2 separate regions of the Gossypium hirsutum genome follow, and region 2 is linked to region 1. A link is a contact called in public Hi-C data. All regions are on one chromosome and are shown on one strand. The core of a region is the stretch at or near the end of the contact, and the rest is flanking DNA. Distances in the headings are between cores, read along the strand shown. Region 1 holds the start of LOC107948122 (growth-regulating factor 3-like). Region 2 holds the start of LOC107948544 (fructose-bisphosphate aldolase 6, cytosolic).

What was found. A called contact is a pair of places that touch in the nucleus more often than the background predicts.
Region 2: a contact with region 1 is called in a Hi-C map of leaf, with 2.9 times the contacts expected there. The contact joins the promoter of LOC107948544 here to the promoter of LOC107948122 in region 1. A contact is called at or near these places in 8 of 34 Hi-C or Micro-C datasets (callus, hypocotyl, leaf and 1 more).

Annotation. Positions count from the first base shown.
Region 1 is chrA04:56,113,703-56,121,467 of Gossypium_hirsutum_v2.1, reverse strand. LOC107948122 (growth-regulating factor 3-like) reads left to right here and starts at 2,220. Exons shown (of 2, transcript XM_041111206.1): 1 at 2,220-2,569; 2 at 2,987-3,320. The coding sequence starts at 2,220. The coding sequence ends at 3,320. LOC107948121 (1,4-alpha-glucan-branching enzyme 2-2, chloroplastic/amyloplastic) reads right to left here. Exons shown (of 22, transcript XM_016882590.1): 14 at 7,630-7,758; 15 at 6,640-6,743; 16 at 6,377-6,521; 17 at 5,974-6,121; 18 at 5,782-5,882; 19 at 5,161-5,238; 20 at 4,333-4,488; 21 at 4,081-4,155; 22 at 3,381-3,960. The coding sequence ends at 3,823.
Region 2 is chrA04:57,107,713-57,114,789 of Gossypium_hirsutum_v2.1, reverse strand. It overlaps LOC107948544 (fructose-bisphosphate aldolase 6, cytosolic), which reads right to left and starts at 4,522. Exons shown (of 3, transcript XM_016883133.2): 1 at 4,161-4,522; 2 at 3,376-3,603; 3 at 2,216-3,266. The coding sequence starts at 4,188. The coding sequence ends at 2,446.

The DNA of each region.
Region 1 (7,765 bases), core at 971-3,470:
CAATAATCTAAACATAAAACTTACTAACAAATCACAATAAACAAAATATAAAAATAACACTAAACAAACTATATAATACTAACAAAATTTTTTTTCTTATCATAATCTATTATATTTGAAAAAAACAATAAGAAAATTACATTTTCTTTTCTTTCTTTGAAAATAACAATAAGAAAAATACATTTTCTTTTCTTTCTTCTCTTTTCTTTCTTTCTTCTCTTCTCTTCTCTCTCTCTTGTTCTGTAATTTTTTTTTTCAAACTGATACGAGCCGGATGGGGGACTTGGGGGAGGGGGGAATATACTAGAGGGTGCCGCCTATTAGATAGGCACAACTGGTGCCGCCTTTGACAGCCCCTTCACTGGTGTCGCCTCTGATATCCCCTCTACTAGTGTCATCTCTAACATCCCCTCCACCTAGGCCATGTCACCATTTATTATTATTATTTACTATTTTGATCAGAAAATAAGGGTAGTGTCGCCTATGCACCACCTTCTATTACTTGAAATGTACCATTTTGATACTTAATTTTATCAATATACCATTTTAGAGTTTTTTTTTTCAATATTTTTCGATAAAAAGCCCTCAAAATAACAAAAATAGGAGAAAATAGGTTTAGGGCAGACCACTGTAGCGCTTGGCCGAATGCCGTGGCATACAGACAGCTTGTCAATCAAGGGCGTCATGGCACTTAGCTAAATGTCGCGCCCTTACATCCTTTCCCAGTGCTATTGCTTTTTAAGCTCTAGCCACTCATTTCAGCTTCGAAATATCCTTGAGTGCTTGTTTTACTCGATATTCTTAAGCTTACATGACACAAATACTAAAAAGGAAATTAGAAAGTAAAAGGACTCTGAAATAAATCAGTCATGCAAAATTCAATGCAAAAATAGAAAAGAGAGCGTTTAAGAGAGAGTAGTTCTTAACTTAGAACGATTTCCCCGTCTTTGATTAGGACCATCTGAAGATAATATTTTTACACATGTAAAATAAAAACAGTTATCTATAAAATTAACTTTGTCGTTTACTTTACATTTAAAAAAGTCTGCCTCCTGGTGTCAGAATAGTTCCTCTTCCTCTCTTTGAAGTCTTAAGGTATTGCTATCTGCCGAAGCCATAAGAGAGAAAGAAGTTCCTGCAAAAGCTTTTTCCAAACTTTCTCTTGTTAACACATCAACAAAACAGACCCCAAAACCCAAATAAAAATATTTCTGTCAAAATAGCCCCCGCCGCCCCAACCAACTAAAACCCCCAAAGCACCTCTCTTTCTCTTTCCATGAACTTGCATCTGAAGCAATGTAGAAACCAGCATGAGTCAGACCATCAACAACAACCACCTTCTGCAAATATACCAAAACTTCACCTTCATCATCATCATCACCAACACCCATCTCCTCTTCCTTTGCTCGTACCTCATCACCACTGCAAATCCAGCAGCAACAACCTGCCACCACTTCCTCATTCATCCTCCACGTTTCCCAGCAGTGAGATTTTCTTCCTTTTTCTTTGCTCCTTTTTTTTTCTTGGCAGGATTCTCAGAAAAGTTTTCAACTCCTAAGTTTGGGAAGTTTCTGGCTAGCTTGCTTACTTGATTTTTTCCTTCTAAGTTACCTTTTTACTTCTCCCTTTAGTGATGGGAAGTTTCTTCAGCTTGTCTCAATGGCAGGAACTGTAGTTACAAGCTTTGATCTTTAGATACATGTTAGCAGGCGCAGCTGTTCCTCCCCAACTCCTTCAATCAATCGACAATACTACTATTCTTCACTCTCCTTCATATTTCCTCCACCACCCTCTTCGACACTTCTCCCATTACCAGCCACCTTGTGAGTGATTATATTTATGAGATGTGTGACCTGTCCTTGCTTTTATATTTTTATGAAATGCGTACTTTAGCATTTTCTCATCAAATTTATAAAGAAAATAAGTACATAGTAAAAGAGATTGATGCATAAATGATTTTATAGTATTATATATATATATATAAACCCGGGTGAAAACACGAACAAAAAGAGAGAAGAAACGTAGAAAGGGGGGAAGAAGTCTAGTGCTAGTTCTTACTGAAACTTTTTTATTTAACTTTCATTTTTGAGTGGTTTCTTTGTTCTCTTATTTTGATTGAAAGAAAGACAAAACTTCCATATATATCGACACGGTCTACCTAAGGAACTTAATGAATCTGTCCAAATAGTATGTACTTAAAAGATATGAAGAGTAAGAGGATGTCGGATCAGTGTTGCAATCAGGGTATTGGGGAAGAGCAGCAATGGATCCAGAGCCAGGCCGATGCCGGAGGACTGACGGGAAGAAGTGGAGATGCTCGAGAGGCGTGGTGGCTGGCCAGAAATATTGCGAGCGCCACGTGCACCGTGGCCGCAAACCGTTCAAGAAAGCCTGTGGAAATGCTAAAATCTAGTGGCGCCTGCACCAACATCATCAACAACAATACTCTTGTTGGTGCTGCTGCTGGTGTTGTTGATGTTGGATGTGGTGACCTTAAACCCACTTCTCTGATCCCCAATTCACCCTTAGAATTGGCTGGTGATAGAGCCAACAGTTTTCTCCTTTCAGGGCATTCCTGATCTTCTTCGCCTTAATTATAGGTAACTTCTTTTAATTGGATTTGAATTTTTTTAAGAAAAAAAAGTTGAGAAAATTTGATTTGTGAAAAAGATATAAATTACATAAAATCATACTTCATACAATCTCTTCACATTTTTAAAGTTTGCTAATATTTGCTATCTATTTTGTAGAAAGTAAATTGTTTTACAGTAGCGATGATGATTACCCCTTGGTAGGACCCTAATCAATATCTGACCAATGGATGTATCTCAAAATCTGGGCAGGGGGTTTCGATTCTGTACAAGCTGACCCCGACCACTTCTTTAGTCTTTATAACGTGCTTTCTTTATGGTCCATCACAATATATTTTCTTTATTTTGCTTATTTTTGTTTGCCCTACAATGTTTGTGTTTCTTTTGTCTGGCAGTTTCTCAGATTCTAAAAATGTTCATAAGGGCCATTTCGATGCCCAAAATGAAGTCAATAACAGATCTGATGGTCAAATGTTGAGACAATTTTTTGATGATAGGCCTAGATCCTTACAACAACCAGACAACCATGCTGAAAGCCCGATGAGTTCTGCAACATGCCTCTCCATTTCAATGCCTGGAAATTCCTCATCAGACGTGTCGTTGAAGCTGTCAACTGGAAATGGAGACCAATTGAATTGGGCTGCTGGGTGGGCCTCATACCAGGCGGCTTCGATGGGAGGGCCCCTTGCCGAGGCTTTAAGATCATCCATATCCAATTCACAACCTTAAAGGCTCTGCATCTCAAACTAGCATTGTTACCACTTGAATCTTTTTTAGGCACTCCAAGACTTAAAGTAAATTGCTTGCACTCTGTTCTTTACTTTTATTGAACCAAACTGACTACAATAATGGTTCCTTTAAAATTAAGTTTGCGAGAAAAATTAGCACATAAGTTGTTTCAGAACATGCTAAACAGGACTCTGAGCATAATTCAGATAACAAACCGATAAACATTTGCAAGTGACCAACTGAAATTTGACTAATTATCAGATGGATAATCAACTGTACTGCACGTGAAAGAAAAAGCCTTTTTGAATGGCGATTGTTTCAGCTCCTGGATACCGAAACTCCAAGGTCATGGACTTCTACATTCTGTGTAAGTTGTAGGCCTTAAAACAGCAGGCTGAGTTAGGGTAGCTCCTCAATAAGAGATTCTGTGATAGAGATAGTTTAGCAGTCCAAAGGTTCTGATTCTTCCACAGGTTTCGATGCCTTCACAGCTTTGGCTTCTTCAACAGTTTTTAACGTTTTGAGTAAGTTGTAAATTGCCAGTTGCTTTTGGTTCATCTTCAACAAGCGCATAAACCACCGCTGTTCTATTTGGTGCATACACCAATAGGAAACGAGGGCGGTTATCATACCATCCTTCCTGGAAAAGCCACCATTAGGTTTTTCTAAGTTAGAGAACCCTTGGGTGAATTGAAGACAATGGTATGTAGGAAGAGTATGCAGAATTCAGCAATCAATGTTCTTCAGAGAATTTACTTACATTGCTGAAAAACTCAACGTCATGGTTAAGTCTGTTGAACCCTCCAAATAATAGATCATCTGAATCCAGTACAATCTGGAAGAGCAACAAAAAAGAAGTTAAATTATGATTAATGAAGAACAGGGTAAACATTTTTCTGTCACTATATTCCAAGAGTCAATAACAAGATGTAAAATAAATGATTAATAGAAATGAATAATCGGGATGTATTGGATGAGTAAACAAAAGGCTATAAACCACAAAATCCTATACCTTGTACTTTCCTGGCTTTGAGCAACCAACCCGGTAACCGCAATAGCTTTCATGCCAGTGAAAGTTGAACACAAAAACCAGGTTGCCTCTTTCAAATACAATTACTCTTTCACCTTTATCCTTCCGTGATATATATTGGTGCTCAGAAGTCATGAACTGAATAAACAACAGAACATCAATTTTACATTCTAAACAAGTAAAGCTTTTTGGCTACCCAGACAGCACCGTTCGGGCAAATCACTTTGCATGAAACAGGTGTAAATTGTAGAAGACCATGAAAAGAAACGTAATAGTAAATCAGAGGTCTAACGTTGTATTCCAAGAAGTATGAAATAACGGTAATAGAATAATCCAAAAAAAATTCTGAAATCTGAATTATTTCCTTTTGTCTTTATGTAGAAGAGAGTATCTAATAGAATCAGAGCCATGCTCACACAGGCATATATAATGGCGAACTTTGGAAGGTTTATATATCAATGACCATGAAACAGTTTTAAATGAAATCATTTAACGATATTTTTTTTTCAAAAAGCTTTAAGGAATGACTTGACTTTAAGAAGAATATTAACTTAACAAAAAAAAAAAAAGTATATCTATTTGTAAGTAAAAAATATAATCAACATTTCTGAATATCGTTTCCTCTCTTCTATAATCTCCACTGATTTTCAATTTTATCATCCCTTTATTTTAAAATTTCACATGTAATTTTTGTGTGATTAATCACTAGTACAGAACAATTATTAAATAAGAAAAAAATGTATGGTTCTACTATCTCATAATTCATCAGAAAGTATAAAACAACAAACCAGTAAGCATCATCATACTTACGCCATACTTAGCTTCAACATGCTGCATTGCCTGATCAAATTGTTGCATCCCCTTATACCTCAGATAATTTGCATCCCCCTATGTGCATATAACCAAATATTTAATTGTTGATTGTAAAACACAAATACATATAATGTTTGCCAGTAGACCTGTTCATGGGTCGGTTTACCCGCTCAGGCCCGGCCTGTTTTAAAGTTTATGATACTTTATATTATGTTATTTTTATATAGTATGTAATTTAGAACACATTAAAAAATAAAACTATACTAATATATAATACTACTCTAATGTAAACATTAAAATAAAGTTATGACTATATAAAAATTTTCAATAAATAAAAATGTATAAATTTATTAAATATTAAAATAATATGGGCAGGCCTAAAAAGGGCTTGGGTTAGTCTTTTGCAAATATGGGCAAGTTTAAACAAAATTTTAAGCCCATAATTTGGGCCGGGCCGGGCTGGGCTTGGGCAAGCATAAAGTATGTTAATATCATGCTTAGGCCCGGCCCATTAACAACTCTAGCTGCCAGTTGCCAGATAAAAGTAAAATCATGTTTACCTTCAAACTTTTAATGAATTGTAGCACAAGCAAAAAGTGAATTCAAGAGAAACCTTACAAGATCGAATCTACGCCGACATTTATCATAACTGAAATTATTCCCAGGAATTACTTTGCCACTAGGAAGATGTTGCTCTCCCCTTGGAAAATCAATCCACTCTGAGGAAAAGAATAGCTAAGAAATTATATTACAGCGTTGAAATTAAAGAATGATGAGATGTCAGGAAGAGTTGCAACCAGTTGATCTTACCAGGATGTCCAAATTCATTTCCCATGAAATTCAAATATCCTTCTCCACCTAGTCCCATAGTAATAAGCCTAATCATTTTATGTAATGCTATACCACGATCTATAAGTGGAGTACTTGGTCTGTCCAGAGACATAAAATCATACATATCCTGCAAAAAGGAAATGAAACTAAAAAAATTATAATGCTGAATCAGACTGATAATATACATTTTCTCCATTTAATGAAAAGCATAACTTTTTACAGTTGTATTTAACTTTGCAAGGAAGCAATATAATTGCAAAATTTTAATAGCTAAAGAAGTCAAAGAAAGAAAAGATGATCAAGTAAAAGCATTTCTTTTAGCCTGTTAGCCTTCTAAGTGCATAATACTCATCAGCATGAATATAAGTAGAACATATTTAACCTTATCCATCAACCAGAATGCTATTGTTTTATCACCAACTAGAGCTTGGTCATGACTTTCAGCATAAACAACACACTTTTCCAACCACCTCCTGTTGACGAGCGTGTAAACAATGTCACCCATTTTCCAGTCTTCATCCCTCTTCCTATATGAAAAAACAAGGCAAAAAAAGTACACATTAGTTTAAAACAAAATACATTTAACAAGATTTTATATCTGAAGTCATAACATGGTAAAAAGTTTTGAGTTGGAAAGTTAAGCACTTGAGAAGCTCAATCCATTTATCAGCAACAGCCATGTGCAATCTGTAATCAAATCCCACACCACCATCTTGCACAGGAAGGCAAAATGTAGGCATTCCACTCACCTGTATAATATATAATTGAATGATTGCCAAAAAGAAAACAAAGACTACTGACATTTTCCAGAGAATTTCCGATCTTTGTAACATTCCTCTTAGTGTTATTATTTTACTGGTTTTTGTCATTATGTAATTGTTTTATTTATGACAGATGACAATTTAAGAAGGTGGAAATCTACTTTCAACTTTTGTTTCTTATCCAACCATCTTGCCTGAATGTTCACAGAACTTTCAGAATGTTATTCTGCAAATAATATATGAAAGTATGCAGCAAAATCACTCCACTAATCTATTTATTTATATAAAAGGGTCACTCCAAAATAGCATTTTGTTAACTAAATGTTCTGTACAAAACAATGCTAATGTCTCTTACATTTTCTTGTGCTAGTAGCCCTTTAGGTATTCTTCGTACAAAGGATGAAATTTTTGAAACAGCAAGAATATTTTAAGGTTTCTAGAGATTCTTGTTACTTCCCTCCTATTGTTTTTGGCATCTTTAGTTGCTATGTTTCCATAACTCTTGGTCTAAAATAAAATTTAGTTCAGTTTGCAACAGGTGTTTTAAGAATTCTTCATTTCATTCTACAATGGTCAAATTCACTTAATTACTAGCAGGGTAAACCTACTTATTCATATAGTGGCATACGAGCACAATGGAACAATGAAGAGAGGTGATAAAGCAGAAGAAAATTAGTAAAACATGCACGATACGCAAAAGTTTGGTAGGCTATTTGTACCCTTAACATCCACATGCATGCAAAATGTTTTGGACAGAAAATGTTGCTTTAGAAGAGACAAGAGGACTTAAAATTGAATGTCTAGTTCAGGAATAGACAAATGATTACAAGTCGAAGGATACTCAACATGACTCAAAAGGAGTTACAGAACATACATCTTCACCAATGGTGACAGCCTCAGGATAGAGTCCATGAATCATATCATTAACCAGCATCAGATAAACAACAGCATCTACATCAGTTGCATATCCAAAGTACTCATTGTAATTTCCAGTAAATGCTACCTACAGA
Region 2 (7,077 bases), core at 3,273-5,772, 990 kb before region 1:
TATTCTATTCAACTAAACACAAGAAAACTATTACAGTCCTATTCTATCTCATTCAACCAAACAGTTTAATTATTGATTACAGTTCTATTCAATTATAACTTTATTCCATTACAGTGAACCAAACGTGGCAAAATAATTTTGATTTTATAATGTGACTTAATATAATTAGTTGCAACTAGTGGTAGGAAAGGCTTATATAATAATTTTTTTCTGTTAGCTAGGGACAAATAGTGTTAAAGTATATGTACTAGTATATGTACTTCAATAGACTTTTCAATGAAAAGATATCACATTGGAAGATTTGATAAGGTCTGAGAGCCAAATATGGAATTATCCCCTTTTTTTTCCCTGTTCTTATAATTAGTTGCATTTATCAGTTCTTATAAGACGACTTTCCTTCAAGAGTTTTTAGGTAGTAATAGGTTAAGCTTTTGTGGCTATTGATGATGCCATAACAGCAGGGGTGAGAACCCATAAGATCGGGCTTATGAAATAAAGTGCTCGAACTGTAAGTAGATGAGAGCCCCTTAGAGCACCTATCTGGAGTCTAGTTGTTGAAAGGCACATGAACTCGTAAAAAAATATATTTCTGTTTGTTTTCAATGAAGATAATGATTAAAAAAAAGGGTAGAGAAGTTGTAGTGAATCATGCACAATCGCTTGTGCTTGTTGACGAACCCCTGAAGGTAGGTAGGTAGGTAGGTGTCATCCGGATATGGACATGGGCAAAACCAAAGGGAATATGCTCTTATATGTGCCATCTAACTTTGCTAGTACCATCGTTCATGTACCCTGAGCCCTAGGTAAGCCAACAAATAAAGTTCAGAAAACTTGTGTCTTCAAAATCGTTCTCAACTTTAGTGGGCCTCTCTCTTTGGGCTTCCATTGCGTAACCCCTCCTTAACAACAAAAGAGGTTAGTTGAGGAGCAAAAAAATGATAAAAGAACATCCAAAACATCATCGAAAGCTACACTGGGGATGAAGCAAATGAAAATGATAGTTTATCATCAGAGGAAGCTAAGGGATCAAATATTACAGGCAATTGGGATACTGAACTGAAAAGCAAAACGAGTGAGAAAAGGAGTTTACCAAGAATCGAAGGGGTGGCTTGCATCAAAGCTGGGCAGGAACATAAGTACCTAGAGCCGCTCAGAGCCTGCGCCTACCTCACACTAGAATTGGAGCAGCTCTTGCGGGGAGCAATCAAAAGGATGCTGCGAGAGCCACTCAAACATCCATATATTAAGACACTTTGGACCGGGAGGCGCAGTCAGCATGGAAACTCTATTGTTGTTAAGAGGTATGTAAAAATCGATTTAATTCGAAAAAATTAAAAAAAATAAATTGTGTTAATCAAATTAAATTATTTGAGTTATTCAATTTTTTTCGAGTCAATTCGAATAAATAATTCGAGTTTTGAGCTCAAATCAAATAAAATTTTACAATTTGAATATCTCAAATAATTCAAATAACATAAGTGAAAATATCTCTTTTGTCCCTATCAATTTTAAAAAACTGAGTAAATTGACCTCTCAACAAAAATTTGAAAATCAAAATAATTTTTCAAATTCAAATTTTTATAAAATTTCAAATTTTATATTTTAAAAAATATAAAATTGCAAAAAAAATAAAAATATATAAAGTTAAATTTTTAAAAAAAATTAAAATAATAATTTTAAAAACTTAAATAAGTTAATAATTTAAATTTTATCATACAAAAATATTCTTCTCATTTTGCTTTTAATAAAAAAGTACTCGTTAATTTAAATTTGTTCACTCAGTTCTATAATTCTATCAAATACTCAGCCCTAGTTGCTGCTGTGGACTCCTTTGTGTCTTGTTTGGAGGTTTTTTTTGGTTTGGCTGTGGCACTGTTCTCTTCTATACAAATACTGATGCAAACCCTGACGAGCTGCCTTACACTGCAACCGGATTGTAACAAGTTGACTTCCCAATCCCTGCTGAAATCCTTAGCCAGCTAACTCCTATCTCTTGATTGTTCACTGGTATTCATTTTTTCACTAAAAATGCTTGGACTTTTATTTTTCAGGTCCTGTTTTTATCCAAGGGGCTTTAGCAATTCCTGCAGCACTAACGGCAGTTAAGTTACTTGGCTGGCTATAAACTCCCAAGGCCCCATCAACCATTCCTCGAAGGCTCTGGAGCTCCTCAAATAGTAGGATTACGATTAATGAATCAAGAAACGCAAAACGATTAAAAAGTGCAAAGCACACTCAGTTGTATATGCTGAGAATATTGTTTTAAACTGAAGCAAACAAAAAACCATGAACACTCAGCGAGAACTAAGGCCCCCCAAGCTTATTTGAGTCTGATTTCACAACCTAAATTCCATGAGAAGAAACGGACAACCCCCAAAAACAGCACTAAACGTCTATCATCAATACAGAAAATTTCTCTGATACACAGACCACAAGACTAAATTCTTAGTATTTGTAGTCCTTAACATGAAGGCTCTCTGCAGCACCCTCACTAATCTTTGCATCACCCTTGTATGTACCCAAGGTGGCCTCCGAGTTAGCCTTGCACCTAACAAGGAAAGCATCTTGTGCTTTCTTCACGTTTTCCTCCTTTCCAGCCCAGGCCTTGAGAGTGCTCTGCTGAAGGGCACGTCCAAATGAGAAAGAGAGTGACCATGGTTTCTTGGTCTGGAGCTTGTTCATGGCATTAAGGTTAAGGGTAGCCTCCTCCTCACTTTGCCCACCAGACAAGAACACAATAGCGGGAACTGCAGCAGGGACGGTACGCTGCAAGGCACGGACAGTGTACTCAGCAATAACCTCTGGGGCAACCTTCGGGGAGTCAGAACCGGGGGTCACCATGTTAGGCTTCAAAAGAGTACCTTCAAGCATGACATGGTGATCATTCAAAGCCTTGTAGCAAGCAGCAAGAACACGCTCTGTCACCGCAGCACACTTTTTAATGTCATGTGATCCGTCAACAAGAATTTCAGGCTCAACAATGGGGACAAGGCCACATTGCTGGCAGATGGCAGCATACATAGCTAGCCCGTTGGCATTTTCTTGGATTGCAAGCTCGGTTGGTTCATTAGCACTAATCTTAAGGACAGCACGCCATTTAGCAAAGCGGGCACCAGCTTCATAGTACTTCTGGCATCGCTGTGCAAGGCCATCTAGACCCTGGGTGAAAGTTTCGCCATGGGTTCCATTAAGCTCAACCGTACCCTTGTCAACCTTGATGCCAGGGAGGACACCACCTTCCTTCAAAACATCAACGAAGGGCTTGCCTGCACATCAAACATCAATATCAGAAATCAACAACCATCCATAACTCTTAAAAAGGAATAAAACTACCGCGGTTCTTAGTATTATCAAAGTATGTCATTTTAGTAATACCCGAAGCGGTTTTTTGATAAAGGGTTTCCTCAAAGAGAATAACACCACTGAGGTGCTGAAGAGCTCCAGGAGTTGTGAATAGGAGCTCACGGAGAGCACGCCTGTTGTCTTCAACATTCTCTACATTAATACTTGAAAGACGCTTGCCGATGGTGCCAGTGGATTCATCAGCAGCAAGGATACCCTTTCCAGGGGTTCCAATGTAAGCAGCGTTTTTAGCCAACTCATCTACAAGATTCATGATTCAGAAAATAATAATAAGCCACCAATTCCCCATTAAAAGTTCAATAAACAGAGATCCAAATATTTAAAAACAAAAAAAAAAACTTAAAAGGGTGCATGGCTAAGATTCAGTAATCTCAGATCTAAAATGAAAACACACCAAGGAGATAAAATTAACATTATCAACTTCATCAATCTTTTTTTTCCTTAAATCTAGAACCGAACCATATCATGGTGCTTAAAAAAAATGACTGGAGAAATAATAAGCGAGTACAAACATGCAGATCTAGATCTTCAGATATTACCCCAAAATTTAACCATGTTGTTAATACCCACTGACAGATCACAAGACAATATAACCAGCCTTAGAAGATCCGAAGAAATCCATATATCAAAATACAGTTCGTATGATTAAAACAAGCAAATCAACTAACATTTTTTTCTCGTCAAACTATCAAAACAACTAACAGATCAGTCAAAAAAAACACTAAGATGGATCCGAGAGATTAAGTTTATAAACATAAAATAAAGAGCAAGGGAAATAGCAAGGGAAGAGTACTTACCAGCATATTTGCTAATGAAGCAAGACATGATTGAACAGGAAAAAGAACGAGAGACAGGAAAGAGGCTTTTTTTTTTTTTTTGGCTAGGAGGAAAGAAGAGAGAGACGGAAGTGAGGGGAAAAGGGGGCAGGGGTTAGGGGTTTTAAAAGAGATACAGAGAGAGCTGGTGGCTTCGAGATTATCGGTTAGTTTCTTTTTTTGTCGTGTTTTCCAAGTAACCCATGGACTGCCCGTGGGATCTTTGCTCACTTTTTCGTATCTGGTTTTTTATTTTTTTCTCCTCTTTTCCGCTTTTACCCCTCCCACTCCCATCTATTCCTTTTAGGTTGGTCCACCTAACATTTTTTATTAAAATCAAAACCGAAGTGATTTTTGATAAATACTATCTCTTAAATACAAATATATTTATTTGCTGAATTTTGCAAAAAGAAATACCCACCTTTTACTCAATAAAATAACCTAATTTATATAATTTACTAGTCACTGAAGTCCAAAGAAATACAAATTCTACTATACAAACACAAATTCAATTGAAAATGTTATTAAAAATAAAACATATTCCACGCATTAATTTTATTTAAAACCAACAAGGACAAAATTGAGAAGAAACATAGGAATAGAAAATAGGCGTTTCTAAAAGTTTCTCAAAACAACAGCGGTTGAAATAGGTGGGCCGGTGAAATAAGTGGGCAGGAAAGCGTGATGAGTCAAACCCAACTGTTTTCAACAACACATTTTTTATACTTTGAAGCGTCAAAACTCAAAGATATCAAAGTAATCTTTTTAATCTCATATTTGTATTTATTCCAATTTTAATTAATCTTTTTAAGGAGTATTCTTTAATTTCTTTTAGGTTCAAATATTTTATAAGTTGATGTATTTTTCATAAATTTAAATTTTAATATTTAATTTTGTTTAAAAATTTAATCTCTATATTTTTTAAATTTTAAAATTTAAATCTAATTGTTAATACTGTTAAAACTATTTTGTCAAATTTAAGTTTATTATAACATTATTTTTTAGTTAAATTACTATAAAGTAAGTTTTTTAAGGTAAACTACATATTTAGTCACCCGAGTTTACCTGTGTCTCTATTTTAATCACACCGTTCAAAATTTTGTTATTTTAGTCACTCATGTTAGATAAGTTGTCAATTTTAATCATTCTACTGTTAAAATTGATTTAATCACTAAACAGAATGTTGACCTGGCCTAGTATAATAACAAAATTAGCCATCCATGTTTGCTCATTTTATTAATTTTATTCTGATTTAAAAAGATAAAATTAACTTTTAATATATACACATTATACCAATTTGGCAATGATTTTAAAATTTAAAAAAACATAAATTTGAATTTGAATTTAAAAATATATAAAAATTAAAAATTATTAAAATTTATAAAAATATATGAGATACTCAAAAAAATATAAAAATATATTGAAAATTTATTATATTTTCACACTTTCCTTCCCCTCAAGTCCACATTTTTTATTCTCATCTTTCTCAATCAATGCCAGTTTTTCTTCCTCGTTCCCTCAAATGTTTTTAACACTTATCATTTTGAGCTTATATAAGATTGATTTCAATTTTTCATGGTAAAAATGGATTAATTTTTTATTTAAACTTTCATTGGCAATTTGAATCATTCATTCGAATCAAAATAATAACGAGGATTCCTAAACTTTTGAAATTTGAAAGACAATTAATTAGATAATATTACTAAAGAGGAAATCAAATTTCATTGCAAATCACTTAAAATAAATCCACACCAAGCGTTTGTTAAAATGACGAACTAAGATTCAATTTTTCCAATCCAATTAATATAATAATAACACTATCTTCTTTACCCTGTAATTGAAAATCATCTCATCCCCACCATCTTTCCACATATATTTCTTGTTTGAGTATTTTATAAATTTTTACAAGTTCTAATATGTGTTTATAAATTTTATTAATCCTTTTGTATTCCTATTTTTTTATTTTAATTTATATATTTTTAATTTTAGAATCATGGCTGGTATAATTTGTAAATATTAAAGGTTAAATTTGTAATATTTTTTTCAAAATCAAGATTAAATTAATAAAATGGGTAAACATGGAGGGCTGATTTTATTATTATACCAAGCCAAGCCAGCATTCTATTTGATGATCAAACTCATCTTAACGGTAGAGTGACTAAAATTAATAACTTATCTAACGAGAGTGATTAAAATTGACAACTTATTTAATAAGAGTAACTAAAATAACAAAATTTTGAAATGGATGACCAGAATAAGAACGTGGATAAATTCGGGTGACTGAACTAGTAGTTTACACTTTTTTATTTGAAAAATTCACACAAATTTAACAAAAGAAGTAACAAAGTTAATAATTAAATCTAAATTTTGAAATATGAAAATAAAAAATTAATTTTTTAAAAATAAAAATATAAAAACTAAATTCTAAATTTGTAAAGAATATAGAGATTAAACATATTTTAACTTTTTTTAATTGGAATATATATACATATGCCATATAAAATAACATAGTTTTGAATGTATAATATAATACCATACGTTGGTCTCTCTATATGATCAAAAGTAAATGTGGCATTAAAATTTTTTTGTTTTACCAAGAATATAAACTTCTGACATAGAAAATTTAAATCCAAATCCTAAAAATGATATTATTGTGAAAGGTAATTACGAATTTAAAAGAATTAATATTTATTAATCGTAAAACGAATATGAAAAATATTTTGATCATAATAAAAACACGCATATTTAGATTAACGTAATAAGCCATATTAATGTAATATGTCACTTATAAATGTCCACTTAACTTTTATAAATTAAAGAGTATATTACATCAACAGTCACTCAACCTTGGTTCCAATAACAAAACAGCCACTAAACTTTCAACTCAGTCACTAAACTT